Regions from separate parts of the Mus musculus genome. Here all the other regions are linked to region 1. The links are chromatin contacts, called in public HiChIP or PLAC-seq and promoter capture Hi-C maps. All regions are on one chromosome and are shown on one strand. Each heading gives the region's core, a stretch centred on a gene start, on an enhancer-like site or on the middle of the called end of the contact. The rest is flanking DNA. Distances are from core to core; before and after follow the strand shown.

Region 1 (6,821 bases), core at 2,903-5,402:
GGGCAGGGCAGGGAACTGCCCCACAGGACACATTGGTTCTTATCTTGCCAATGGTCCCACCATAGTCATTGTATTTGTGTGTGTTCTCAGTGCTCCACTCACGTTTTTTGTCTGATTCACTTCATTTCTTCCCTTCCCCACAACTTCATTGTTATAGACCATAAGGCAGCCAACAGGAACTTCAATATTTTCCAAAGCTTCTTTGGCCTGAAACACAAAGTGGGAAATCTGAGAGATGATGTTCAGTGCTCAGAAAACTACAGATAAAAACAGATGCAGTGGGAACTGGGGTGTGGATAATGAACTAGGCAGAGAGACATGGCTGTGTTTTCTCCAGCTCAAAGCTCACCAGCTCAAAGCTCACCAGTCTCTGGGCTATACTGTGCTGTGTTCTCTGCTGGGTGTCTGTGTTAAGGAGAACTCAGGGATGTCTCCCTTACCAGGTCCTGTGCCTCATTTTCTCTCACTGAAAGCCCATGTAATCAATGGCTTTTGACCAGTGTTCTTAAATTACCAAGGCTGCCCCTTCTCAGAGATGATACACATATCTACAAAGAGGTTGGGGAATGTATAACATATAAATATTTGGCTATAATACTTTCCCTTGGTAAAATTCTACTTGGTTATTATTATTATTATTATTATTATTATTATTATTATTTATCTTCTCTAAGATTATAGCTATGATCCCATGGAGTACTGATACCATAAAAATTATCAGATTGGATGTCACTCTTTCCCACAACTTCTAAGAGACACATGAAAGTTTAGGGATACCTTATGTAAAAATGGCACAAACTTGGAAAGTATATTGGAAATTTAAAAAATATATTCATAAAAGTCTATGATCCATGTTGCACACCCGCACACACACACACAGAGAGTAAGCTGATGAAACTTTAATAAGTTCTTCAGAGTATACCAGTGAGATTTCCCTGGCTCTGATAGCAGAGTAACAGTTGTTATACGGAAGAACACTGAATGGCTGGGTCTTCTCTGTGTACACTTTTTGCAGTTTCCTGTGGCTTAAAATTATTTTAAAGAGAAAAGTTAATAACTAAGCTAAAGAAGGATGTAGCGGGCCTATGGAGGGAGAAAGTAAAGCAGGTCTGTTGACTGTTATACAAGACCCTAGGAAAATACAGGTCAAAAAGAAAGGGCTTGTCAGTTGTGTCAAGGCGGCAATAAAGGTAATTTTAGGTGGAATGGTGGAAATGAAAAGCATTGGCTTGAAGAAATGACTTCCTTTGGGTCAGATTCTCAGCTTTTGACTGTACCTCTCCCAACAGACCTCTTAAAAGGTAATGCTATGTCAAGATGAGATGGTTGAAAAAAATCTAAGTAGATAAGTTGTTGGAGTGTTTTTTATTTTTATAAAATTTTTATAAAATATTAAGCACTTTGTAACTATAAATTCATTCTGTTTATAATCCTAATGTGATAGGAATACTGAGCTCCATTGTGTAGGTAAGGAAACCGAGGCACAGAGAGGTCAATTAACTTAGCCATTTAAGACATTTGGAATGAAAATCTAGGGAGTTTGATTTTCCTCATTATTCCATTAATAATTGGAGCAAATCTTAGTGTCTGGTGCTGGGTTCTCTGCATTGCTCTCCCTCCGAAGCCTCCTTAGTAACCAGTGCGACCTCAGTGATTAGATCCTTCATCTGGTTTATGGTTTAGAGTGGTTTGAGCGACAAGAGGAGAGGGAGGAGTTAGTAAGGGAGAGACACGTGACAAGGCTTTCGGTAAGACTGCACCCTGGAGCACAGGATACGGTAATGTGAGCCGCTTCAGACATGTAGAAGAGAATCGAAGACTGGGCTAGTGAGATGGCTGGGCCAGTAAGATGGCGCAGCAGGATTCACTGTGAAAGCATGATGATGAGTTCCATCCGCAGAACCTACAGTGGAAGGAGAAAAAATGGAAGGAGAAAAATTTCTCTCCTCCCAAAAGTTGTCCTGGAATCTTCACACACATTCGAGCACACACACACAGATACATACACACACATGTGCACCTGCTCCACACACATGTGCACACAACAATCACTTATTTTTAAACTCCCCAACCAAGTGGGAAGTACATAGGTAGAAGCAAAGAGATAGGGAGTGTCAAGAGCTTTATCCACTGTGCACCCAACATGCTGCAGAACATTGCTGTCTTGGCAGCCTTTCTCTACTTCCAGGTCAACGGAGGACTGGGCTTCTTGGTACCTAGTTCCTCTGGGTTCGTTCTCTCTCTCTCTCTCTCTCTCTCTCTCTCTCTCTCTCTCTCTCTCTCCTTCCAGCAAATTTATCTCACTAGAAATGATAGGGCTACCTTAAAGAGACATACAACATAATTGCTAAGGCACAGCTTGTAGGCCAGGATGCTGGTGAGTGGCTGAGCAGATGCAACGGCCATTGAGAGAAAGTGAAGCTCTAGGAAAGCAGTCTATGGGGGTTGATTGAGAAGAACTGCTTCCCAGGGCAAATACATGCAAATGTGCATGCATTTCCTCTATGGACAAGTTCAAAGCTTGAGGCTGAAAATCCACAACACTCCACCCAGTCTCAGACTTTCCATTGCCCCTCCCATTTCTTCCAGTCTGTCCCTTCCCTTTGTCACAAATGCAAAAGAGTTGAGTCAAATAGGTCTAACTGTTTAGATGGATTTGAACTTAAGAAGCTGGCCTTCTTTGGAAGAGGCCAAAGCTCTGCCACTGAAATGGTGACTTGATCTTCCTTAAACCAACAAATTCTCAACTCGACAACTGATGAACAAAGGCTCTCTTCTTCCCACCCCGAGCTCTGAGAAAGATGACCAAAAAAAAAAAAAAAAAAAAAAAAGATGTTAATTAAAAAATTAAAAGAATGCATTATGCCATTTGTCTGGGGGCGTGGGGTGGAAAACATGTTTCTGTCTTCTAGATTTTAATTTCTTATGAAGGTGAACTTCTGTAACCATTAGAATAAAAAGGTGAGATATTTTAATTTTGTAAAAGAATAAACAAAAATAATATCCCCACACCAAAGGCTGAGCTCAGTTTTAAGGCCTTTACAATGCTGTAAACAAATTGGTGTTCCATGTTCACAGAATGAAAACCCAGCATCAAACTGTGTATACATACATAGTTTGTATGTATATCCCTGCCACAAACGTCTATCCCTGCCACACATCGATATGGGTAATAAGCTTGGGAAAACATGTAAAAATACGACCAGAGCTCTCCATGATGAGCAATCTATAAGAATCGCAGGAAGGAAGGGAATACAAGGGCAGAGAAAAGTATCGTAGAAAGAGTAGACACATCATCGGTGAGGATTGTACCAGGACACGTTTTGATATGACCCTTTACAGAAACATCAGCTTCCTCCCATTATATGGGAGCAAGCCATAAAATAATGTGGCTTTATGGATTTGAAAGTATGTGTCCACATGGGAAGGAAGATAGGCAGGTAGGGAGCACACATCCCCAGGCGGCAGATAAGACTCCCTGTAATACATCAATCGAACCGTTTCTGTATTTTCCCTTCACCCCAATTACTATGAGACAAAGCTAAAGAAAAATTCCCCCTAGAATAAAACAAGTTGCTGCTTCAGGTATTTTCAGACATGATAGATAGCGCGCCCGGCACATTTGCTCAACTACTCTGGTCAGGATATGGCCGGGAGAAAGTTTGCGCTCTCAGCATCCACCTGCCCGATTCCTCACCATTCGCATCGCCTCCTCCATCCACTTTTCCGTCTCCTGTACGGACACCACGCACGGGCCGTCTGGAGTAGTGGTGGACTCCACCTTCTCCTCCATACCTCCGCCGCTCAGAGACTCCGGGCCGAGGGACGAGAGAAGAGAGGACAGCGGAACGCGGCGGGAGCGGACCTTGCTTCCAGGAGGACGGGAAAAGACGAGGCACCCGGGAGCTATTTGCGGACGGACCCAGGCGTCCCGGATCAGTAAGCGGCGGCTGGGGGACCGAAAGCGTCGCTGCTCCGCTCTAGTCCACGCCCCCTTCCTCCGCTTAAGCCACAACCTCTGCTCAGAGAAACGTCTGTGGTTTCTGGAGAGCACCTAGCGCCGCCACCGCGCTGCTGCCGGAGGTCCAGGCCAGGTGGACGGAAGACACGGTGAGCCAGCCCCTCTCCCCTAGGCAACCCACACAACACGGGGTCTGGAGATGCTGAGATCAATGTGGAATTTTCTGAAACGTCACAAAAAGAAATGCATCTTCCTGGGCACAGTCCTCGGAGGTGAGTGACAACATGCTTTTTAGAAGGGGCCATTGGCAGAAAGGAGTGACAGAGGTGACTTATAAAAACAGGCAGGGCCCACTGATACCAAACTGGGATTTGTCGAAGGGATTGGCTCAACCGTCAAAGAAGAACCTCTAAAGTTCTTTTATCTGGATCTCTGTGCCCTTTGCCCCTCACTCTGCCCCCGTCCTTTTTCTCCCCATGGGCCTTCAAGAGTCTACCCCAATGAAGTTTCTTTTCAAAGCACTATTCTCGTATAGATAGATACATTTGCCTTCCAATTTTCTTCTTTTGCTTTCCTGTTAGATTTTCATTCTGTTTGTCAACTCTGCTTTCAACCTTTCACACGAGTTTCGAAATATTCTAGGGCCATTATCTTAAGTCTGCTCTTTGAGGTGGTGTTTAAAGGTAAACCGAAAACAGCATGTTGCTGTAAAATATACAGCAGATAATTTCTGTTCTCCAATTGTAAAGTACAAACTATATATCAACACAGTGCTTATTCTGCAGTGTTGTCAGGACTGGCAAGGTTGTGGTCATGATCCATTTTGGTGATATAGTTGAGTTCACTGGCTGAGAGGAAAGTTAGAAACAGGATAAAAATCTTGATGCTGGAATTGTAACTTTGTGGTAGAGTGCTTGCCTAGGCTGACTGCATTGGGTCCCAGGGAAGGAGCAACACACACACACACACACACACACACTGCTTTAAACCCTTTGTCTTGGAAAGACAACCCTCAGTTAATAATTATGGGATTTTAAGAAGGGAATCTTTTGAACAACACAAAAAGGGAGTTTAAAAGAATTTTTAAAACTTGAGTTTTAAGAACTGTTACCACTATCCTCTGATCTATGTGTGTGTGTGTATAAATATATCATAATATGACTTAAAATATTAGGACATTTGTAAAACAGTAACCACATTCTGCATATCTCTGAGGTATAGCACAAATGAATAATAGTTCATATTTTATAGGAAATACTTTATAGATACAATGTGTTTTATATTACCTCCAGTCTCTAATATCTAAGGTATATAAATTGTACCAATATTATAGAATACATATGCTAAAGATAAAGTTGTCATGGAAGACGTATAAAGAAAAATTTTTGCTCTACCTAAGGGAAGAAAATTGTCTCTAGCAATTTCAGAGGGAAAAGCCTAACCCTTACAGTTTATGAAATACTTAATGGCAGATCAGAAATAATCATAGGAGAAATTAAAGAGTATATGCATATAGTAATAGGTTTTTTTTGAAACGATATTGAGAGTTTTATATTTGGAGATGAAGAGGAAGGAAAAAACTGGGTGTGGTGGCACACACTCTTAATCCCAGCACTCGGAAGCAGAGACAGGCAGCTCTCTGAGTTGGAGGTAAGGTCCAGAACACCCAGAGCTTCATATTGAGACCCTGTCTCAAAAAACAAAAGACATACAAACAGAAAACAAAACAACAACAAAAGGGAGGGGGAAGAGATTCAAAGGTATAATCGAAGCACTATTGCTTTTTTAGCAAAACAAAAAGTCTTAAAAGAGTTGAATCTGGCCGGGTGTGGTGGTGCACGCCTTTAATCCCAGCACTCCGGAGGCAGAGACAGGCGGATTTCTGAGTTCGAGGCCAGCCTGGTCTACAAAGTGAGTTCCAGGACAGCCAGGGCTATACAGAGAAACACTGTCTCAGAAAATAAAAAAAAAGAGTTGAACCTGAGCGGGGCAGTGATGGTGCACACCTTTAATCCCAGCACTTGGAAGGCAGAGGCAGGTAAATTTCTGAGTTTGAGGCCAGCCTGGTCTTCAGAGTGAGTTCCAGGACAGCCAGGGCTACACAGAGAAACCCTGTCTCGAAAAAAAAAAAAAAAAAAAAGAGTTGAACTTACCTAGTTTTATTTGTAAGAGTTCATATTTTTTCTGTATTGTAAGAAAATTCCTATCTTACATTTTAAGAAATATGAAATATTTATTAAGTGATTATACTATTGTGACCGGTATGATTAAATAGGTATAATTTATATATATTTTAATCACATATATGTACTAGGGACCCACCATATGTTAAACAGCATACTAAGTCCTTTCCAACCTCTGGAAATGGCAGCAGTATAGTTACTATTAGGCCATTGTAAAATTGAGAAACTAGAGTCCCTAGACTTTAAGAAACTTGCTAAAGGTTTGAGTTATTAACAAGGAAATAAGAATTCAACCCCAAGTGTGTTAGATCCCAATGCATATTATCATCCCATACTCTACACTCTGCCTCAGTGGGTTCTTTATGTTTTAAGAATGAAGAAATAAGTGAAATACTGTTACTAGACCGTGATAGAGTTGAATACAGAGCCTAGTGGTACGCAGCAGCATGGAGTTGTATAAAATGAGGCAGATTTCACAAGAGGAGTTGCATATTTTGAAAGCTGAGTAAGGTGTTATTATGTATGATCAAAGAGTTAGATATTTAATGCTGGAAAAACACAACAAGCAGAACTTTGGGTTGTGTGGCTTCTAAAGTCAGACTTTCTAGTTCCTACCCTTTAGATGGTAATTGCTGTGTGTCCATTTACTCCACTTGACCATTGAGGCTGGAGAAGAG
Region 2 (6,821 bases), core at 2,425-4,924, 440 kb after region 1:
ACCAAGAGACCTGCCTAATCAGAACCACTGAAGGTTCTTAGTCTGGAAAGCAGTGTGTTCAGGCTTGTGTCACAGAAAGAGACCACACACAGCAGGCACTGACTACTCCCTTGGATTCATCACTGCTATACATTACAACAGGTAAACAGTAATTGCCAGTGGGGGTAAGGGGGGGTTACCACCTCCACCAACGAAAAACTGCCCATGGAAAACTTAATGGAGCCTTTCTGCAGCTCCTCTGTAACACCATCTACAGAGTTTCTAATCTTCTCTGAATTACAACCAGCAGCTCTCCTGCACACTGGGAACTCAATAGACGGGCCAAATGAGAAGCATTTAAAGAAAACAGCAGAAAATGACAGGGATTTTAATGTGGCTCCAATTTACATGGTGATTGTGTGTGTGCTTCATGAATCACTTTTAATTCCTGCTACTGAGACAAAAGGAGAGAATTTTACCTTGGTAAGTGCTACATAATGGGCCAATTATGTTATTCTTTCAATATAGTATGTTTGTTATGATGCAAACACCCATCATTTCCAGTATTGTTTTAAATACTGGTAGGGAAAAGAGCTACGTTGGCTAATTTTAATAATTTTCAATATTCTTCTCCCTTTTGCTTTAAACCAATAATGGAGAAGGGAAATAGTCTTAAAGATTTATTTATTTATAATGTGTATGAAGGTTTGCCTGAAATGTATATAAATGTACCATATGTGAGCCTAGTACCCACAGAGGTTAGAAGACAGCGTCAGATGTACTGGTCATTGTAAGCTGCCATATGGGTGCTGGGAACTGAGCCCTGATCCTCTGGGTTGAACAGTAAACATTCATTACTGCTGAGTACATCTTACCAGCCCCAGCAAGTAATTTTTTTTCCAATTTTTTATTAGGCATTTTCTTCATTTACATTTCAATGTAATATGGTACTGTTTTCTTTAAATGCTATCCCGAAAGTCCCCCATACCCTTCTCCTCCTGACCCCCCGCTCTCCTACCCACCCACTCCCACTTCTTGGCCCTGGTGTTCCCCTGTACTGGGGCATATAAAGTTTGCAAGACCAAGGGGCCTCTCTTCCCAATGATAGCTGACTAGGCCATCTTCTGCTACATATGCAGCTAGAGACACGAGCTCTGGGGGTTACTGGTTAGTTCATATTGTTGTTCCACCTATAGGGTTGCAGACCCCTTTAGCTCTTTGGGTACTTTCTCTAGCTCCTCCACTGGTGGCCCTGTGTTCCACCCAATAGCTGACTGTGAGCATCCACATCTGTGTTTGCCAGGCACTGGCATAACCTCACAAGAGACAGCTATATCAGGGTCCTTTCAGCAAAATCTTGTGGGCGTATGCAATGGTGTATGCATTTGGAGCCCAGCAAGTAATTTTAATGATATTCTTTAGATAGTGTTTTTAATGCAGTATCATATTTAGTGACTGAAAACAATTACAAACGGGCTTGGAAAAAATTGGTCTTTCACATGTCACCAGGCCACTCAAAGAACACCGTGCATGTTATGACAACTCCTTCTTCTGTGTAAGAGGTGGATGGCTTTAGTGTGGGCTTCAACTCAGAAAAACAAGGACAGACGCAAGACTGACCAGGGAGAGCTGAGTGGGTAGGCGACTGACAGCTTAGTGAAGGCATGTTTACTGTGCAGAGGACAGAGGAGATCCAGATGACATTGAAGACAGAGGTCACATCAGGAGTGACAGCAACCTTAGAGGGATATGTAATTAAAAAAGCCAGAAGAGGCACCGCTGGGGAACTGAAATGCTATGTGTGGGTAGGTAAGGAACACATGAGCTCAGGAATGTCTCTGTCACATGTCACCCTGTCACATCCCAGCCAGGGGTCAGTCCTGAAGTGTTCTCAGGTTCAGACAGGCAATAAGCAGCACACTGAAGAACAGTTATGGGATCAGATCCCATGCCTCCTGCATTCTGCCTAGCCCCCCTCCTCCCAGGCTTCCTGGGCTGGGAAACAGTGACAATGATCTACCTAGTTAGAGTGCAAGCCCCTTGGCAGAGAGTTGATGTGAGAATAATTCAGCAATTGGGTGTGATTTAGGGTCCTATGAAATCAAAGTGGCTGCACAGGATAAAATTCTTCCTCAGTTTCCACTTGGGGGTAGATAGGCAGCAATGCCAGTGAGAGGAGGGGGGGAGGTTTTATTCTGTATTATCAGCATATCATAGAATTAAATCATCTCAACTGCAGCTTTATCTGTCTCAAGTGATAATTTCAGTCAAGGGAAAGTCTACAGAACTCTTAATTAAAAGCCTGGTCATCTTCTTAGGGAAAATATCTACACATGACACTCACTAAGAATCTTTTAGAAAGGAACGATATCAGAGGTTGGCCCCAAAAGGGACATTGCCCTATGCTTTTAAATGCCTCCTCTAGAGGGGCTGATGGAGGCTCGCAAACTTATGAAGGCAAAAAAAAAAAAAAAAAGTGTTTGATAATACGCCATAAAGGAACAGCAACAGCATTGATCAGGTTCAATAGACCAATCAGGTTTTCCTAAAATGTAGCATTTGCAGTGGAAGCCTGGTTAAGTAGTTACATTCATAGGATGTACAGAGAGCCATCAATCCCCATTCATCCAGCCACATTTACTGAGCCAAGAACTTTGCTGGGCTTGAAGATATAAAAATGAATAGGACACAGCTGCTTTACCTCTAGCTAAAAGAATACACCTAAACAAAGAGCTCTGGGGGACGTGTTAAGTGCTGTGGTTGAGGTATGCACAAAGGGCTGGGGCCAAAGGAGGGAGCCATAAATTCTTTCTGGGAAATCAAGCATCAGGCCAGTGAGGGAAGAGAGCTAAGAAAGGGTGGGGTATTTCCTTGCCATAAACCAGAGCTCCTACTTTACCATGTTCTGAAAAGGAAGGTAGTTAATTTTAAGATTTACAAACTATTGTTACTCCAGGAGCTATCTCCGTCCACTGTCTGTCGCATTTGTTTCCGACACACTCTGCGGACATTCTCAGCAGTTCTGGGACTAGAAAAAAAAAAAAAACTCCATGATGTGTAATCATTGTATCCCTGCAATAATCACAAGACAGAATGGGTCCCCGCCATGAACTTAGATCTCAAGTTCAAAGATGTTTTGAAACAAACAAATGAAAAACAAACTTTGAAGGAGCCAGCCATGCCATTAATGCTTCTTCTTGGTGGAAAGAAAGGAGGGGATCACCTGATTATATCATGGTTCGCATTTGTCTTTCTGTCTGGGTTTTAAAAAGAGAAGGGCACGTTGAATGGCCGGCTACTTGCCGTCATTCATTATGCATACCATATTCCTACTTATAGCATAGTTGGGACAAAACCCCCATTGTTCATTACACACTAGCCCCAAACTTGAGTCATTCTAATGTAAGCATGAGAAACTCCCGGCTCCTTTGGGGTGAATTTCCAAATTCCTCTGTGTTAAATTGAGGTCTAATTTTTCCTGTGCCTGGTTTTCACAAGAAGGTCCATTCCACCCCATGCGCTCCCTTTCAGCTGTCAATAAACAGAGGCAGTGAATTCCCCACAGCTTTACAAAGCTAGTTAGGCAGACCCATTCACTCCTTCAGGAAAACAGCGCATTGATTTCAGCCAGTTCCCAGGGTGCAGCAGGAACAAAGAGATCAAAGGCCCACCTCTCTCTCCCTCTAAAGCTTTCATTAAGGCCCAGCCCAGACAAACTGCGACAGGTCTCCTTGAGACCAGGAGAGGGCCGGGCAGACCACCTCATGGTTCAATTCAAATTCATCTGTTTCCTACATTCCAGTGACAGTCCAGAATGCTAACCGTGACAAAACGATACAATCGGCTGGCATAATATACTGCTCACTAGTTCATCCAAGGTCAGGGGGAGAAGAGAGGCCTGGAGGAAAGTCCTAGGTTTCTAGATCCTGCTGGGCCTCAATGGCTCCCTGACATTCCATAAATAAACTTCTTCTCTCTCGCTCTCCCTTTCTCCTTCCATGGTATCTTTACGAATGGTGATCCACTTAACCGTCTGAAATTTCTTTTCTCCACTGAACCCAAACTCTCTGGAAAGTTTCTTCCCAACCTAACAGTTGTATAGGTGTGGTGGAAGGTCCCCCGACCAGCCCCTTATCAATCCACTCCTGTGTTCCAGCAAAGCCCCTACACTGTACAAGTTCCTGGTTACTTCAAGTGAAAAGTGTAATTTCTAACTTCTAGACGTTCCCGAAGGCACCGTCCCCAGGGAAGGCCACACAGCTCAGAGAAGAGTATAGTTTGTATAAATTCTGTTTGCTAAACAGAAATAGGAACAGGGGCGAAACAGTTACCTTTTTTTTCCCCTTTAACTTGGGGAATCTAGCTGGGTAGCCAGGTCCTAAATAGTGGTCTCTGTGTGAAGGAGTGTTTGCACGTTTGTGGGAGTGAAGAGGGCTAGCCAGGGGCAGGGCGAACCAACAGAGTCTGAAAGAAAATATGTTTTCCCAAGGGGGGGTTACCTCTATTAAACAAACATAATTAAAAGGGTTTCTAAATTTGCCCTTGAATTCAGAACTGCTCCTTTGAGGCGACCTTCACCAAACCCTGTAATGAAATGTGTTCGTGTCTGTCACTCATCCTGAGTAAACAGGAGAGATGGCTTACCTTTCAAAATTCCTAAACCGAAGAGAAAATAAACAATATTGGAACTAAAGGTATGGAAAACCCACTTCTTGATGCAGAACACACCCTTCCCACATGCCCAGTTCCAAGCTTCAGTACTGTCCTAGGGCTCACCACAGATTTCCTGAGCCCTGAATTCACTGATTCTTGTCTATCTTTAACTACTACAGAGGTACCACAGAGAGTAGTCAACAGCCCTCTGTGAAAGGCTTCCACTTATTTTCAAGGTTAGACAGGAATGAGCTTTAAAAAGGCCAAAGTGGCGATTGTGATAGCACACGCTGGTAATCTCAGCATGGCCCTCAGACGCTCACAGTGTTGGGTCACGAGTTCAAGGCCAACCCTAGGCTCAATAACGAGAGCCTCTCTCAGAAAACTAAAGAAGGAGAAAAAGAGACAAAAGGGGAAGGGAAGAAGATGATAAAGGCAGGGAGGGGAGACAGGTGCCTGTGACAAAGACAAGTGACTGTTTTATCAAGAATGTTAAGCTAAATCTGTCCATTGACGTACTTTAGGTTAAGGGGTTACACTAACATCTCTGTTTTCCTAGTCTTCTGAAATGGAGACAAAAATATCTGTCAGGAATTTCTTTACAAGGTACTGTGAAATTAGCATGCCTCCAAAGCTTGCTCATGACAGGAAGCTGGTCTTATGATCGGCGTCACATAATTGCAGGTCACTCTGACTCAAACAAGGTTCTCTGGAAACTCATTAAGCTCCTCTACATCAAATTATTTTTCAGAAGTACTCATGAAATTTACTACTTTAAGAAAGCCTGTGGCCAGGGTCAAACACACTCATGGGCTCACTTACCAATCTTTCAGAAGCATTTGCAAAGAACTGCGATATTACAACTTGATCCTCCTCTTACAACTGACTGAGGCATTATGAACGTGTTTCTCAGAGAGGAGAAAATGGGCTCTAGCAAGGTGAAGAGACTTGCCAGTGTCATACAGCAGGAGGATGGAAACTCCAAGTGTTCAGTCTTCAGATCTCACACTGCTCCCATTATACACAGACGCTCTGTACCATGGATATAATTATCCACTGAAGTCCTCTTTCCCCAACTACACTGAATAAGCAATCATGTTACTACCCTCAAAATAATCCATCTCCTAGCATTAGGGATCCACTGAAAAAGGACCTTAAAAATACCAATCTATGCTCCAAATAAGGAAAATAGTTTACCCCAGGTCATAAGATATTCCTTTGGGATAAGTGAAGGCAAGATCCTGGGAAAGGGGATTAAAAAAAAAAGGAGGGGAAACAAAAGAAATAAATAAATATGAACTTACGAAGCCGATGGCACGCTGAAGCAATCAAGCAGGAACAACCTGAAAGCAAACAAAGAGTACTCATTGACACAACAGTATTCACACAACAGTTGGGCGTGTGCCTTGGATGACAGTAATCTTGAGACTGTTGGAGATCCGAGGTCACTTTTAAGACAGCCTTGACTTAATTTCCCCCAGCATCAAGATTTTGCAAAACTGTATATTATGTTACAGATAAAATGCTGTTAATACAATCCAGAGTCTTTTTCGATGTCTCCAGTTTTATTGGATGTGTCCATTGACTTGTATACATTTATCACAGGCTCATATCACCACCAAAGTCGAGATATAGAGCGAGTCCACCACCTCAAGCCCCCCCATAACTCCCAATAACTCCCACCATCAAGCTCATGCCTGCTTCAACATTAAACATGAGTCCACCAATTAAGAAAGAAAAGACACCTCTCAGACTTAAGAGACTGCTACCAAGCTGTGCATTAAAGCATGATTAAAGAATTCTCTTTGTATGCATTGGGATAAGTTTTAAAGTCTCTTTCTTCTCATGGCTATTTCAGGATAAACAACTTATTTTAAAACCAAACATGGACATGATCTCTTTTTTTTTTATTAGATATTGTCTTCACTTACATTTCAAATGCTATCCCAAAAGCCCCCTATACCCTCCCCCCACCCTGCTCCCCTACCCACTCACTCCCACTTCTTGGCCATGGCATTCCCAGGTACTAAGGCATATAAAGTTTGCAATACCAAGGGGCCTCTTCCCAATGATGGCCGAATAGGCTATCTTCTGCTACATAGGACATGATCTCTTAATTTGCATTCCATATTTTCAACGTAGCTCTAACAAGAAACTTTTAGATATTTACCATAGGATCAAGTAGGTCT
Region 3 (6,821 bases), core at 2,729-5,228, 390 kb before region 1:
AGTCTGTTCCTGTGTATTGTGATGCTAAATTCTGTATCTGAAGGTCAAGGTACCTATGATGGAATTCTTGACATTACTGGCTTTTATTGTAGAAACCTTGTTTCCTTCCTTTAAAACTATTGGTTAAATAAAAATGGTAGAGCCAATTACTGGAAAGATTAGAGACAGGCAGGTTTTGAGTTACCTAGTTGGGGGTAGCAGAGAGAGGAGAGAGGAGACAGGAGAGAAGGGAGGAGGTGGAGAAAGGAGGAAGTTACCATGAGAGGAGGTGGACCAAGAGCACTTGGCCAGGAGAAACAGCAAGGACTTGGGGTATATCTCATGAGAAAGTAATCAGGCCAGCAGCTAGAAAAGTAGATTAGGAGTAACCTCCCAGTAATTGTCAAAGCCAAATAAAATAACTATAGTCTGACTGTCATTCATCTATAAGCTAGCCAGGGATAAGTTTAAATTGGTTCAACTAGGGTAAATTTCTGAGAGTTTATTAGATTGGCTTTCCAATTTTATGACATGAATCAGTTCACCTGGATAGAAAAGCTGTGAGTCTATTCAGGTCCATGAGACTGGCTGTCTCAGCAATCCCCATCTGGTCCTAGAGGGTTCCTAGAAAGCTCCTGGTCTTCAGTCTATGTTGGGATCCACAAGATGTAGGTTCTAATACCCTCAAAGGAATACTTCTGCAACAGGAGAGATGAACTTGTTGGCATGAGTAGTCGAGCAGGCAAAAATTGAAATTCTTCTTCCCTGTCCCTTGCATGGTCTGTTACCAGAAGGAGTGGCCAAGATTTAGGGTGAGTCTTCCCATATCAAATAATCTAATCAAGAAAATCTCTCCTGAGCTCTCCCAGCTCCTTGGGTTTTTAGTTGATTCCAGATGTAGTCAAGTCTACAGCCATAGGACCCCAATGTGCCCAATCCCTTCTTACCCAGTTGTAGTCAAATTGACAAACAAGATTAGCTATCACAGTTGGTAAATCAGTCTTGTAGGATGCCTGTGCTCAGGGTCTATGGATGGGTTCAGGGATCCAGGCTCCATGGGCAAGAACAAGGTGGCTGTACTGTCAACTCGAGATATGGGTCCCAGTATTGACCTTGAGCTAGATATAGACTTCCTCTCTGGACCTCCACCCCTTCCTTTATCCAGATAACATGGAGGTTAGGAATCCCCAAGAAAGAAAGATGAAATCTAAACCGCTAAGAATGAAGCAGAAAAAGAGGATAGGAGAGAGTTAGCTTCAGCTGCTCCACCATGCTCTTCAGGGCAAAGCATGGATGCTGTCTCAGGGTTTCTATTGCTGTTAAGAGACTCCACGACCACAGCAACTCTTAATAAAGGCAAACATTTAACTGGGGCTGGCTTACAGTTTCAGAGGTTTAGTTCATATCACCATAGTGGGACGTCATGCTATGCCGGTGGACATGGTGCTGGAGAATTCCACATCTTGATCTGCAGGCAGCAGCAGGAGACTGTGTCATACCAGACAAACTTGTGCTTATAAGACTGCAAAGCCTGGGCCGGGTGGAGCACGCCTTTAATCCCAGCACTTGGGAGGCAGAGGCAGGTGGATTTCTGAGTTCGAGGGCAACCTGGTTTACAAAGTGAGTTCTGGGACAGCCAGGACTATACAGAGAAACTCTGTCTCAAACAAACAAACAAACAAACAAAACAAAAACAAAAACAAAAACAAAAAAACCCAGAAAAAGAGACTGCAAAACCTGCCTCCAAAGACACACTTTCTCCAACGGCCGTACCTCTTAATAGTGCCACTCCCTATGAGCCGAACATTCAAACACATAAGTTTATGTGGGCCATTCCTGTTCATACTACCATGGATACCCAGTTTTAAAGAAACTGGTACTTTTGGAGTGGCTGGAAGTAAGGATCACAAGTCAGATTAGGATTGAGGGCTCACAAGTCAGATTAGGGTTGAGGGCCATGCAGTAGCAAGTCAGTATGCTACCTGCTCAGAAATGAGATTGTTTCTCATGACCAGACATGTCGAGGTTATGTGTTTTTCTTTAAAAAATAAGTCTTTTACTTTTACTTACTATTTCTGGAATTCTGGTAACAATGACGTTATCCACTTCTAGGCAGCCTATCCGTCTGATTTCTGATGAGCTAGAAGCTTTTTTTGTCTAGCTTTGAGCCTTGAGTGAAGAGGAGGAGAGGGTGGGGTTAAGTGGAAATCCAGTGGCCACCGTGCTTTGCTCTTAGCTAGACATTTGACCTAAACTAGGATTGACAATTAGAAACAGTATATCAAGGGAGGGAGTACAAGTGTAGGTATTGTTTTGACCCAGAGGAACATGCCCAGCAAGGAGAGAGCTGTTCACATTGTGCAGAGTGAAGGGGGAAAGGGGAACTCAGTTAGCCCTTACTGGGATGACGTCAACACAACCTATAGCCACTGAGATGGCTCCCTGTGCCCATCTATGTGGATCGTGAACCCAACCATGGAAAGACCGGTGTGCCAGAGCAATGAATTTTGTACAATTAAGAGAGGAAATCCATGCTCTGTTTAGAAATACTTCACAAGGCTGAAGAAGAGTTAGATAATTTCTAAAACATTTTGTACTTAAGATTTCACTGCATTTGAAGAATTAACCTATAGATGTAAGGGTGCTCTTGATTATTTTCACAAACTAATTCAACATTAGAGTCATTTATTTTATATCTCATAAAGCCATATTTTTAATTAAGAAAAAAACTTACTCAGTATGTTCTTTATAGTTGGCTTTCTTGCATATAGCGATGAATATGTCAAATCTTTTCATTCCAACAAATTAATATGATCCATTCCCAGCCAATGTCCTCTAATTTTATTTTCTCTCTAGTCATTTCTCCTCAGTGAGACTATAGAATCTATAGAATCACAACTGGCAGATGGATAAATGATGCCCTGTGATAAATAAACACTTTGCATTTTTGTTTCATTTCAAACAGGATCTCACTGTATAACTCTGACTGTCCTGGAGTCCACTGTGTAGACCAGGGTAGCCTAGAACCCAGAACTCAAAGAAATTCACCTGCCTCTCCTAACCGAGTGCTGTGATTAAAGGTATATGCTACCACGGCCAGCTGGCACTTTGCATTTTATTCTCCTTTCTTATCTTTTTTTCAGGGCTCTGTCTGCTCACCATGGTACTGCCCCTGAAATGCATGAGGCTCCCTCTGATAAATAAATCCTCACCTAATACAGTTAGAGCTATACTCAAAGCAGGCCAACGTACAAGAAGCAGTATGCATCCAGTATGCAGCTAGCTGGTTTTGTTCTTGATATCTGTCCTTTAAGACAATGGTTATTTTCCAACAATCAAGGATCTTGAAAAAGTATTTGGAGATTCCTGACCTGGGCATCTGGTATGAAAAGCTCCCTCAAATGTTACCTGGGGAGATTATCACTTGACTAACTGGCAAAACAGTTCATAGTATATCAAACGTTGCTAAACCATAAGGGTAAAGAAAAATTACTTTTGAATATGTGTGTGTGACCTTTCCTTCCATATGCGTACAGTAGGGGGAGGGAGAGAATATCATGTGACAATTACCTTGATGACAATGAGGGATATTTTTAACACTCCAGACCGCCTCCTATGCCCTTTCCCAGTCAATAAACCCCCAAACCAATCTGTATTCTAACTCCTACCTTCATCTACTGATTTTTGAGTAAAGAGATATGCTTCCTTATTTATAAGTGCCCTCGTGCTAGGTATTGTTAAGTGACTAGAGATAGAGGCGAGAACAAGGCAGATAAAGGCACGAAGGTACACGAGGAAACATGGGGAATGAATAAGACTGATGATAAGAATTGTAAGAACAAACCAAGTCATCAAGAGGCAATAGACTTGTTGTGGGACCAAGACTGGACGTCAGCAGGGGCGTTCACAGGGTTGACAATTTTGCGCTTAGCACTGAATGACAGGGAGAGGCCATCAGAGAAAGGGAACAGAAAGTGCAGAAGCTCAAGACAGAAACAGCTCAGCACCATGAGGAACCGAGAGCCAGCACGGTTGGGCTGAGGTTGGGGGAGTGAGCAAAGGGCCTGAGAGCTGACCAAAAGCTTAGACAGAGGCAAGCACAATTACTGGGTAGGCCACTTTCAAAGGAGGGGAAAGAAAGGCATAGGGGATAATCACTCACATACACACACACACACACACACACACACACACACACACACACACACTAATTATTTTAAAGCAAATTTTTCACAGAAACAACCTTTCAGACTTGGATAAACAGAGGCTGCTGGGTAGGACTTACAACTAGGTGGCAGGTCAGTGAGGGAAAGATTCCAAAGCCATGGACTTTGTGAAAACATAATTATACACACTGAATATAACAAAAGGAAAATAGTTCTTCAGGTAGCAAGCCTTTCAGAATGTGGGTGCTTTTCTTCTCATTTTTCTAGGGCTAATTAGAGAGAGCTGGGAAACACAGTGCTGCCCACGGCCCTGCCAACCCATTGTGGGCATTTCTAATTTCAGATAAATGAAGCCCTTGGTTACCACCCCCGGCTTGTCTTAGAACATCCATTGTATTATCAGAATAGATGAGCAAAAATAATAGCCTCTGGGTATCTCTAAAGGGTACCTTTCTCTATGGTAAGATGCAAACTCAAATCACATCACTGTGTTAATAAAACAACTCTAAATTTACTTTACTCTTGCATACTGCCCTCTTAAAAACCCAATTTTTATTTCTTTCTGTCTTTCTTTTCTTTGTTTTTTTTTTGACATTTTCCCATAAAAATGCGATATATTTGACTTAAACAGAGCACTAACATTTTCATGCATATGTAACTATAGATCTCGGATACCTTAATCAGTTTTTGTTTGTTTGTTTGTTTAGCAAATACTATTTCTGGTCACATGGATACATGTAAATAAATTTAACAGTTATCTGATAGAAGGTCAACTGACACCCTTAAAATCTGTGTTTTTATTAAGTAAAACATGATGCTTTACTGGGTAGGAGGATAAAACCTCAATAAGAAAGTATGTGGTTAGAACAGTAATTTCCGGGGACTGAACAGAGGTGGCCCATAATTCAGAGCACTTGCTGCTCTCTCAGAAGACACAGTTGTTTAATTCCTGCTGTCCAGGTGACCTGTTTCCTCATCCTTTTTATGGGCAGAATAAGATCCCAGAAGATTGTTCAGAGGGTAAAATGAATACATGAAGATGGGCTGGGGAGATGGCTCAGGGGGTATCATACTTGCTCTGGAAGCAGAAGGACTTGAGTTCAGATCCCCTGCAGTCATACACACACACACACACACACACACACACACACACACACTCACACTCACACTCACAAAATCAGACATGGAGCATACCTGTAATCTCAGCAGTGGGAAAAGGGCTAGGAAGAATCCTGAGGCCCTATGGCCAGCCAGTCCAGCTGAAAACTAAGCTTTAGGTCTCAAAAACTAAGGTAGTGATTTCAACTGAGGAAAAAGTTCTGATGTCAACTTCTGGCCTCTGCAAGTGCCTGTATCCTTACATACGTATAGATGCTCATGCACCTTACACATATGCACACGAACACACATACACAAAATGCAAGCAAATTTCTTTTTAGGAAAGCACATAGGAAGAAATGAACATGTACTAACATGGTGATAAAGGTAACTGCAAATCCTTATCCAGTGTGGTAGTATGAATAGGAATGGCCGCCACAGACTCACGTATTTGAATGCTTGGTCCATAGGGAGTGGCACTATCAGGAGGCACAGTCTTGTTGGAGGAAGTGTCACTGTTGGGACGGGCTTTGAGGTCTCCTATGCTCAAGCGACACTCAGTGTATAGTTTCAGTATGGCTCACAGTCTGCTGCTGCTGCCTAAAGATCAGAATGTAGAGCCCTCAGCTCTTAAGCCACCATGCTTTCTGCCATGCCAATCATGGACTAAATCTCTGAAACTGTAAGCCAGCCCCAGTTACATGTTTTCTTTTATACGACTTCCCATGGTCAGTGTCCCCTCACAGCAACAGAAAGCTGATCCAAGACACGGTGATGGGCTCCCTGGCTAGTCAGCTCATCAAGCTGACCCCCTTCTTTCTTTCGGTCAGTATCTGAATTACCAAGACTGTATCCTTTAGAGGTCCTTCAAAACTGAACTCCATCACCTTTCTTAGAAATAAATAAACAAATAAACAAATAAATAAAAATTTAAAAGTCTTAAGACTTTCCAGTGTAGATGTGTTTGTCTGCACACATTTTTGTTTTCCTTTTGATACCTGTGTAGTTAATGAGATGACACATATACATGCAACCCTCTCTTTATTTGTGAGCCCACCCACACGCACACTTCTATTCCAAAAAAACAGATAGAGCCCCTCAAATTCTACAAGTGTTGTTAAAATGTGCCAGGGTTACCTGAAGCGTTTCCTGCACTCAAATATTGTGTGCTGTTTTATATGATTCGTGATTTAAACAAGCAACTCAAACTTGCTAACATTTAATTGGCACATGGAGAAAAGTTTTGCATTCCTCTGAACTGTGATTTGTGTAGGTCATTTCCTTGTTCTCCCTAAGCTTTTAACAAATGCAAAATGCCATACACAATTAAATAAGCCAGGCAAGCCAAATGAACTGTTGAGTGCATTTATAAATAGCAACAGAAATTATACTTTAGATGTTAACTGGTTTGCCCTGATTTAATAACGACTTACATCATTTGACAAATGAGATAAGACCTTCACCTTTAGCCTTTTGATCCAAACATCTAACAGTGGAAATGTGTTATTAACATCTGGTGTCTTGCCTCTGATGTGCCTGGGTGATCTCTGCCTCATTTCAAGCAGTCAGGGCTCCTGT
Region 4 (6,821 bases), core at 2,133-4,632, 350 kb before region 1:
CAGTGAGTACATATCATGTGAGTTCTTTTGTGACTGTGTTACCTCACTCAGGTTGATGCCCTCCAGGTCCATCCATTTGCCTAGGAATTTCATAAATTCATTCTTTTTAATAGCTGAGTAGTACTCCATTGTGTAAATGTTCCACATTTTCTGTATCCATTCCTCTGTTGGGGGGCATCTGAGTTTTTTCCAGCTTCTGGCTATTATAAATAAGGCTGCTAAGAACATAGTGGAGCATGTGTCCTTCTTACCGGTTGGAACATCTTCTGGATATATGCCCAGGAGAGGTATTGAAGGATCCTCTGGTAGTAGTACTATGTCCAATTTTCTGAGGAACCGCCAGACTGATTTCCAGAGTGGTTGTACAAGCCTGCAATCCCACCAACAATGGAGGAGTGTTCCTCTTTCTCCACATCCTCGCCAGCATCTGCTGTCACCTGAATTTTTGATCTTAGCCATTCTGACTGGTGTGTGGTGGAATCTCAGGGTTGTTTTGATTTGTATTTCCCTGATGATTAAGGATGCTGAACATTTTTTCAGGTGCTTCTCAGCCATTCGGTATTCCTCAGGCGAGAATTCTTTGTTTAGCTCTGAGCCCCATTTTTTAATGGGGTTATTTGATTTTCTGGAGTCCAGCTCCTTGAGTTCTTTATATATATTGGCTATTAGTCCCCTATCTGATTTAGGGTTGGTAAAAATCCTTCCCCAATCTGGTCCCCATTGTTCTTTAGAGACAGCACATCATGGCGGAACATGAATCAGAGTGAGTCCAAGAGATATTATCATGTCTCATAATCCAAGAGACAAAGCAAAGGAGAAGAGGGTCCACAGTTCCCTTCTAAGAATGTGCCCTGTCACAGTAGGCACCACCTCCTAATGTCCCACCAGCTCTCAATAGCACCATTTGGGAACAAGCTTTTAACACAGAGGACACTCAACTGCCAAGGTATAGCATAATGCCACTGGGTTCTTATGAGAGGAGATCATTTTTATTTAAGTCTCAAATGGGCATACCAATAGAGGACAGTCAGGATGGAGGAAAACTTGCAATTGAAACCAAAAGAGTGAAGAAATTATAAAGAGGTGTTGAGAGGGATTCAGGAAGAACCCAAGAAATGTAGCTGGACCTCAAGGGATTCTAGAGTTAAAGAAAGATAAACTCAATCTCACAAGGTATAAGTAAAGGCCAGAACACTTCTGGTGGCTTACCTGTTACTATTTTTAAATAATACACTTATAAAACTCTTTGACAGCTTTATACATGCATATAACAAATGCCATCTCACCTCTTATTAGCCTGTCTTTTTTCTCTTTCTCCCCCGGGGCGTCATTTCAGCAAGTCTCCTTCTAATTTTCATGTCTCTTTTTGTCTGTATGATTCACTGAGTTTAAGTAGAAGTTCATGCAATAGCAATGATATTATTTTCTGATGCACGAGAGACTTGTCAGTGGTTACACTACAGAAGGGGAACCCCTTCTCCCATCCATCACTAACTATCAAGAGTCCTTGGGGAGATATGGTTCTTCATGAACAGGTCCCTTTTCTGTGATATAAGCTGCCACAGCTGAAATGAGTACCTACCTACGTCAGCCATATTATGTACAGAAGACATCAGATAACAGCAGTCGTCGTCAAACTCTGATCATTACAATCTTTCCACTTACTCTTTCATGGTGTTCCCTGAGCCTTCTTGGAAGAGGGGCTCTATATGTGAAATGATATTCTATTTATGACTGCATACTCTATAATAACTTATTCTCTTCACACTTGGACATTTTCTGTATGAACCTCCATCCACTGAAAAACTAGTCTTCTCTAATGAGGATCGAGAGATGCAGTAATTCATGGTATAAAGACAAGTATTTCAAAAGCAAATTCATAAAAAGCCTATTTAACTAAACAACAACAATAATATGTTCTCTCCTGGGGATGGTGACCCTCTAGCCACAGATTCTTAATCAAATTTACAGTAGCAAATATGAGTTTTCTCCTGTGGAGCCTTACATTCAATCAGGACATGGTTGGTATCACTATAACAGTTGTGCCATTATTGCTCCAGTGGGCAACTTCGTTAGGCAGAAGTAGAAAAGAAGACGTAATGCAAGAACAATATAAATGTGGAGGGAGATGGAAGGTTAAGGGAGAGAGTGATACATGGAATAACTAACACCAAAGATGTTTGACAAAAATGTTACTTTTTATTTATTTTTAAAATATGAGTTATAGAGCCTTAAATTTTTTCCAAAAGAGTGGACATTCTTGACTTAGAATACTGCTATTGTGTCAGTCTTTGGATCTGTCAATAAAAGAACAATGAGGAGGAGGAAGAAAAGAATTCCAGGGAAGGAAGCAAGGCAGGAAAGAGGTACAGAGGAATGGGGACAAAGAGGAAAGGCATGCAAGAGAAAGTCTGTGTTTATCTCTCAATATGAACCGGGCACTCTAAATATACAGTCTTATTCAACCTTTACCACAGTCCAGAGCAACAAAAAGTAGAGTTGAAGAACCAGGAGATAAAGTGCCTTTTCCATGAGCACAGAGGAACACTGAAGCTGAGGCCATGTACAGGATCTACTGTCAAGAGTATCCCCCAGGGAGAAAAAGATTACATTTCCAGGGTAGAAGACACATAGGAGAAAAAAATGAACGGGACACATTCAATAGAGAAAACATTCTCCAAAGAGGTATTAAAAATATTACACTAAGCTACCAGTGATCAAGTTCAAAGGTGTCAATGCAAAGTTACAAGAAATGCCCTCACAACATTAAGCGAAGGGTACTAGGAAAAGCTGTCCTTCACATGCGGAGTGATGGGAAGAGACTCGTGCCGTCAACAGAGACATAGAAAATGGTAAATAATTTCCTTCTGGTATGAAAGTATTGCCAGATTGTGGAAATAGTTCAAAAAATATAGAAAGACCCCTCCTCCTCTTCCTCTTCCTCCTCCCTCCTCCTCCTCCTCCTCCTCCTCCTCCTCCTCCCCCTCCTCCTCCTCCTCCTCCCCCTCCTCCTTGGGAGTCATCACCATTTCCCTCCCATCCCCCAGCTCCTTCACCCAGCCAGCCCTCTAGTATCCACTCTGATTTCGGGAAATAAAAACTGCAGGAAATTCAGCATTTGCTCTTGGCAGCAATTTGTTTCTCTTCCCTTCCTCTCTGACCCCGTTTCCTATTCCCTCTCCAGCTCATGTCCCCTGCAAGCATCTCCAAGTATAAGTGCTGCCCGCCATCAGGGTCAAAGCATCTCCTTGATAGTGATTTCCTTCACTGCCTTATGGGCAGTATAGGACAAATAGACGGATACATGCAAAGTACCTCTTCCCTGGCTAAAACGTTTCTGAAATTGTTTATTTCACGAGAAATGCATGACAGATGGCGAGAGCGGTAGAGAGGCATTCAGAACAGAGCAAGTTTCCTACTGTTCTGTCAGATGTTTCCACTCTGTTCTGTCCATTAAATGCTGACTTATTTTTCTTCCCCGAACTTCAGTTTGGCTCTTTGAAAAATGATGCTTTCAGTGTCCATTTGAGATTTGTATGTTCCTACTGGAAGCCTCAATGTGCAACGTAACATTTACACAACATAGAATTAGAGGCTGGAAGAATCTAATGGTAACTGCCGCAGCAGATAGAATAGGATGCAGAGTGCTCAGAAGGCAATGGGTTAGCAGGCATCATTAAACCCAGTGTGTAGAGTGGTGGACAAGTCATTTTAAATTTGATTCATGTTAAAATCCAAGATGCCTGATTGTATCACTCAGGGACACGATACTTACGATATCTTCAGGATGACTCTATTAGTTTACATCGGGATAACGTATGAATACTTTTCTCCTAGCAGCTTTCTCCACTTTTAAGACCACGAATGGATCAGTACATGGAATCAGAGCATTTGAGTGCCCATTAGCATGTGTCCATGTGTGCATGTGCGGGTCTGTGTGCACACGTGTATTCATTCACATGCTTTCAAGACGATGTTGATTACATAAGCTTCCTCCTGTCTCCTACATGGCCCGAATATGCCATGGCCCCTACATCCTTTTCTTTCAGTGGCTTTTGTCTGTATCCCCTTTATGAGTCCCCTGAGTAGCACTTTTGGAAAGGAGAGATAGCTTCTAGAAGAAATCTTATGGACGTATGGAAACTGGTGCTTCAAATGGGCATTCCAGGCGAGTATCATATTTTTATGCTTCCTGCTGAGTCAGATCCTTTGGAAAAAGAAGTGACCCTGCAGATGCTGATCTGTGATAACGGGTCGTGTCTCTATGGAGAAACGAAGTGACCCTGCAGATGCTGATCTGTGATAATGGGTCGTGTCTCTATGGAGAAACACGCATTCAAAATGCTAACCCATTGAAAGACCCTTACTAAGGGAGACTTTTTTTTTTTTCTTCACAAAAAAGCTTTCTTTGCTTAAAATTAAAGGAATATTTTTCAAGGTTACTCTGGAAATAAATGGGCTCTGCTTGGAAATCTTCTCAAAATGGAAAGTCCTGAATGCTGCTTCTGCCAACTTTCTGTGCACAACTGACCAAAGCGTAGAAAAGAAGAGAAAAAAATAAAAGAACCCCAAACTCATCTGCTTTAATTGTCTGATGGACCAGCAAATCAATTTAGAAAATTATTACTTTATTTTTATAGAAGATATTTGCCAAATAGATTGCCATCTGTAATTGTTTTTTTACACAGCATTCGGTAGCATAATTGGCAAAAACTCTGTTGTCGATAGAATCCTAATGATAATTACAAACTGAGGAGAGAACTGGAATATTGAAATCTGGGTAAATTGAAGCAGCATTTTTTTAAGGTGGCGCTAACAAGAATGAGCTGCACAGATTTACCTTCTGAATTTCTTTGCAGTCAGAATTGAAGTCTGTGACATGCCTGGATCGGTCCTCAAGCTTTGTGGAATAACTTATGTGTATATGCGGGCTTGGGGGGTGGTACACACACAGGTACACAGGTACACTTCCCCACGTGTGACCATGTGGAGGCCAGAGGTTGACATCAGATGTCTTTGTCTAGGGTACTCTAATTGATTTTTTTGAAAATAAGGTCTCTTATTGAACCTGCAGCTCTCTATTTTGGCTAGACTGGAAGACCAGCGAGGCCTCCAGGGTCTGCCTATCTTGCCCTGCAGAGATATGCCTACTAAAACACACTGCCATGCCTTTTCTCTGAGGACCGGCTATTCTAACTCAGGCCCTCATGCATCTGTGGTAGGCATGTTACCCACTAAGCAAGCTGCTCAGTCGTCTGCAGGGACTTTTCACACTCTTTACAGGATTAATGAAGAGAGGAGGCAAAGGACCAATCTGAGGATGCTGTGTCCTGTCACCAGTTCTACATAGAACCCTGAGTCATGTTATCCCAACCTGACAGCATGTGGCATGCATGCTCTTAGCAGGAGAGATTGCTGTTCTCTTTCTACAACTCACTACATCTAGCTTACTACTTCTGTATGCACATTCTAATAATATGCATCTACCGTTTATGTGCACATGCTTGCAAAGTTAATACAACTCTGGACAAAGGTAATACAACTCTTTTCCGGTAACACTACCAGAGCTAAAAACGAGCATTTCGGGGCTTCTGAGTCTCTCGTCACAAAAGGGATTTAGATAAAATTCTACTGGAACTAAACACTCAGAGACAAAGAAGGGATGCATTGTGATTGTAAGCTAAGGTGTATTCTGGTTGAGTATGTTAATATTAGTGTTATTATTCTGCTCCTCCATTTCATTTTTCATTCCAACCAGATGTTAAGGCCAAACCTTTAAGTGCCAATAAGCTTAAGTGCATCAGAATAAAGCACTCATACCCTTCCGGGACAGGCAAAGCCTCCTGTAATCCAGTCTCTGTCTCACTGAGTCAGCTCTGCTAGGCTCCTCGCTACACTCTGACCACACTGGTTTTATTTTTCCTCAGCTTCAGTCACTCTGTTTTATCTGATATTTGCTCTTGTTGTATATTCCACTCACAGTAATCTTTGTGGCTCAATTCAAATGCTGTCAGAGTGGCTCTCCCTTGCCGCCTCACTTAAGATAACCCTATCGTCTTCATTCTTTTCATTGTATTTATGTTTTTTGGGGGGGGTCTTTCTGCCCTTTCTTCATTTTCTCTCTCCTGTTGCTAAAAGGCACAAAGTGGGAGAGGGCGTGCAACTGTTTCACTTTTCCTTTGCATTTGTTCTATACCTAGGACCCAGTAGGAGTGTCTGATAAATAAATAAATGAATAAAAGCTGGATTTGTAGTTACTGTGCCCCCAGGCTCAATCTAGCCATCCAGTTTCAGCTCTCCATTCTCAGCAATTCAACTCTCAACTCTCCATACAGAAATACGAAATAAACCCTTCCAGAAATTAACAAGGAGTGCAGTTTAGCTGATCTAAGAGAGAAGAGGTAGATTGAAAAAAACTCCACAGGGCAAGTGTAATTTATTTTAATTGCACGTCCATAACCTTAAAGAGCGAAGATATTCTAAGAGATGTGTTTTCAAAAGCCAAAAGAAACTGCTTTCACTCACTAAAATATGTCCATCAGCCTTTTGTTCTTGTAGCCAGTGAGGTTTAAAGCCATTCCACTATAAAGACACTGGGCTTGAGGGGCAATCCCACCATCTAAGAGCACAAAGATTCCATATCTGGTCTATCAAACACTCAACCCAGCCTCCCCAAGAACCACCTTCCTTCATCTACCAGATCATGTTTTCCTCCTCCATCTGTGATGGTGGCTGCTGCTTGGATTCTGCTGTCTGTACTTGAGGATACTCCCACTTTATCTTCACACATTACATCGAATGCCACCTAAGGGGCTGGAGAT

The links. Promoter capture Hi-C pulls out the DNA fragments that hold promoters and counts their contacts. HiChIP or PLAC-seq counts read pairs in DNA pulled down with a chosen protein or histone mark.
Region 2: a contact with region 1 is called in an H3K27ac HiChIP or PLAC-seq map of embryonic stem cells, with 7 read pairs. The contact joins the enhancer-like site here to the promoter of Adat2 in region 1. A contact is called at or near these places in 6 of 39 promoter capture datasets (the C10 cell line, the HPC-7 cell line, HPC-7-derived erythroid cells and 4 more), 16 of 484 Hi-C or Micro-C datasets (CD8 T cells, the P5424 cell line, Th1 cells and 10 more), 12 of 115 datasets of contacts at active chromatin or transcription factors (astrocytes, bone marrow-derived macrophages, cardiomyocytes and 6 more) and 4 of 9 other capture datasets (adipose tissue, liver, macrophages and 1 more).
Region 3: an H3K4me3 HiChIP or PLAC-seq map of bone marrow-derived macrophages shows a contact between it and region 1, with 2.9 times the contacts expected there. The contact joins the enhancer-like site here to the promoter of Adat2 in region 1. A contact is called at or near these places in 5 of 39 promoter capture datasets (the C10 cell line, liver, maxillary cranial neural crest and 2 more), 2 of 15 datasets of contacts at CTCF or cohesin (large pre-B cells and stem cell-derived epiblast-like cells), 9 of 484 Hi-C or Micro-C datasets (the AML12 cell line, LSK cells, bone marrow-derived macrophages and 6 more), 10 of 115 datasets of contacts at active chromatin or transcription factors (bone marrow-derived macrophages, craniofacial prominence, embryonic basal ganglia and 6 more) and 5 of 9 other capture datasets (adipose tissue, embryonic stem cells, liver and 2 more).
Region 4: a contact with region 1 is called in a promoter capture Hi-C map of hippocampal neurons, with 4 times the contacts expected there. The contact joins the enhancer-like site here to the promoter of Adat2 in region 1. A contact is called at or near these places in 6 of 39 promoter capture datasets (the 3T3-L1 cell line, the C10 cell line, hippocampal neurons and 2 more), 2 of 484 Hi-C or Micro-C datasets (bone marrow-derived macrophages and cortical neurons), 7 of 115 datasets of contacts at active chromatin or transcription factors (bone marrow-derived macrophages, craniofacial prominence, embryonic limb bud and 3 more) and 3 of 9 other capture datasets (adipose tissue, embryonic stem cells and pancreatic islet).

What each region holds. Positions count from the first base shown.
Region 1 is chr10:13,550,238-13,557,058 of GRCm38.p6, reverse strand. Adat2 (adenosine deaminase, tRNA-specific 2) reads right to left here and starts at 4,152. Exons shown (of 6, transcript NM_025748.4): 1 at 3,698-4,152; 2 at 103-207. The coding sequence starts at 3,793. It overlaps Pex3 (peroxisomal biogenesis factor 3), which reads left to right and starts at 3,917. Exons shown (of 12, transcript NM_019961.3): 1 at 3,917-4,233. The coding sequence starts at 4,161.
Region 2 is chr10:13,105,009-13,111,829 of GRCm38.p6, reverse strand. It overlaps Plagl1 (pleiomorphic adenoma gene-like 1), which reads right to left. Exons shown (of 6, transcript NM_009538.3): 2 at 5,937-5,975. Among named protein-coding and RNA genes, the nearest start is that of Hymai, 18 kb to the right of the region's middle. Within about 2 kb of position 3,674, at least 58 of the 459 cell types and tissues checked have an H3K27ac peak or open chromatin away from gene starts, as enhancers often do. A contact at or near this core is called in embryonic stem cells, nephron progenitors, reprogramming fibroblasts and 1 more, where this site is marked.
Region 3 is chr10:13,943,833-13,950,653 of GRCm38.p6, reverse strand. No RefSeq gene overlaps it. Among named protein-coding and RNA genes, the nearest start is that of Hivep2, 19 kb to the left of the region's middle. Within about 2 kb of position 3,978, at least 46 of the 459 cell types and tissues checked have an H3K27ac peak or open chromatin away from gene starts, as enhancers often do. A contact at or near this core is called in bone marrow-derived macrophages, where this site is marked.
Region 4 is chr10:13,902,917-13,909,737 of GRCm38.p6, reverse strand. No RefSeq gene overlaps it. Among named protein-coding and RNA genes, the nearest start is that of Gm22995, 18 kb to the right of the region's middle. Within about 2 kb of position 3,382, at least 8 of the 459 cell types and tissues checked have an H3K27ac peak or open chromatin away from gene starts, as enhancers often do. A contact at or near this core is called in cortical neurons and hippocampal neurons, where this site is marked.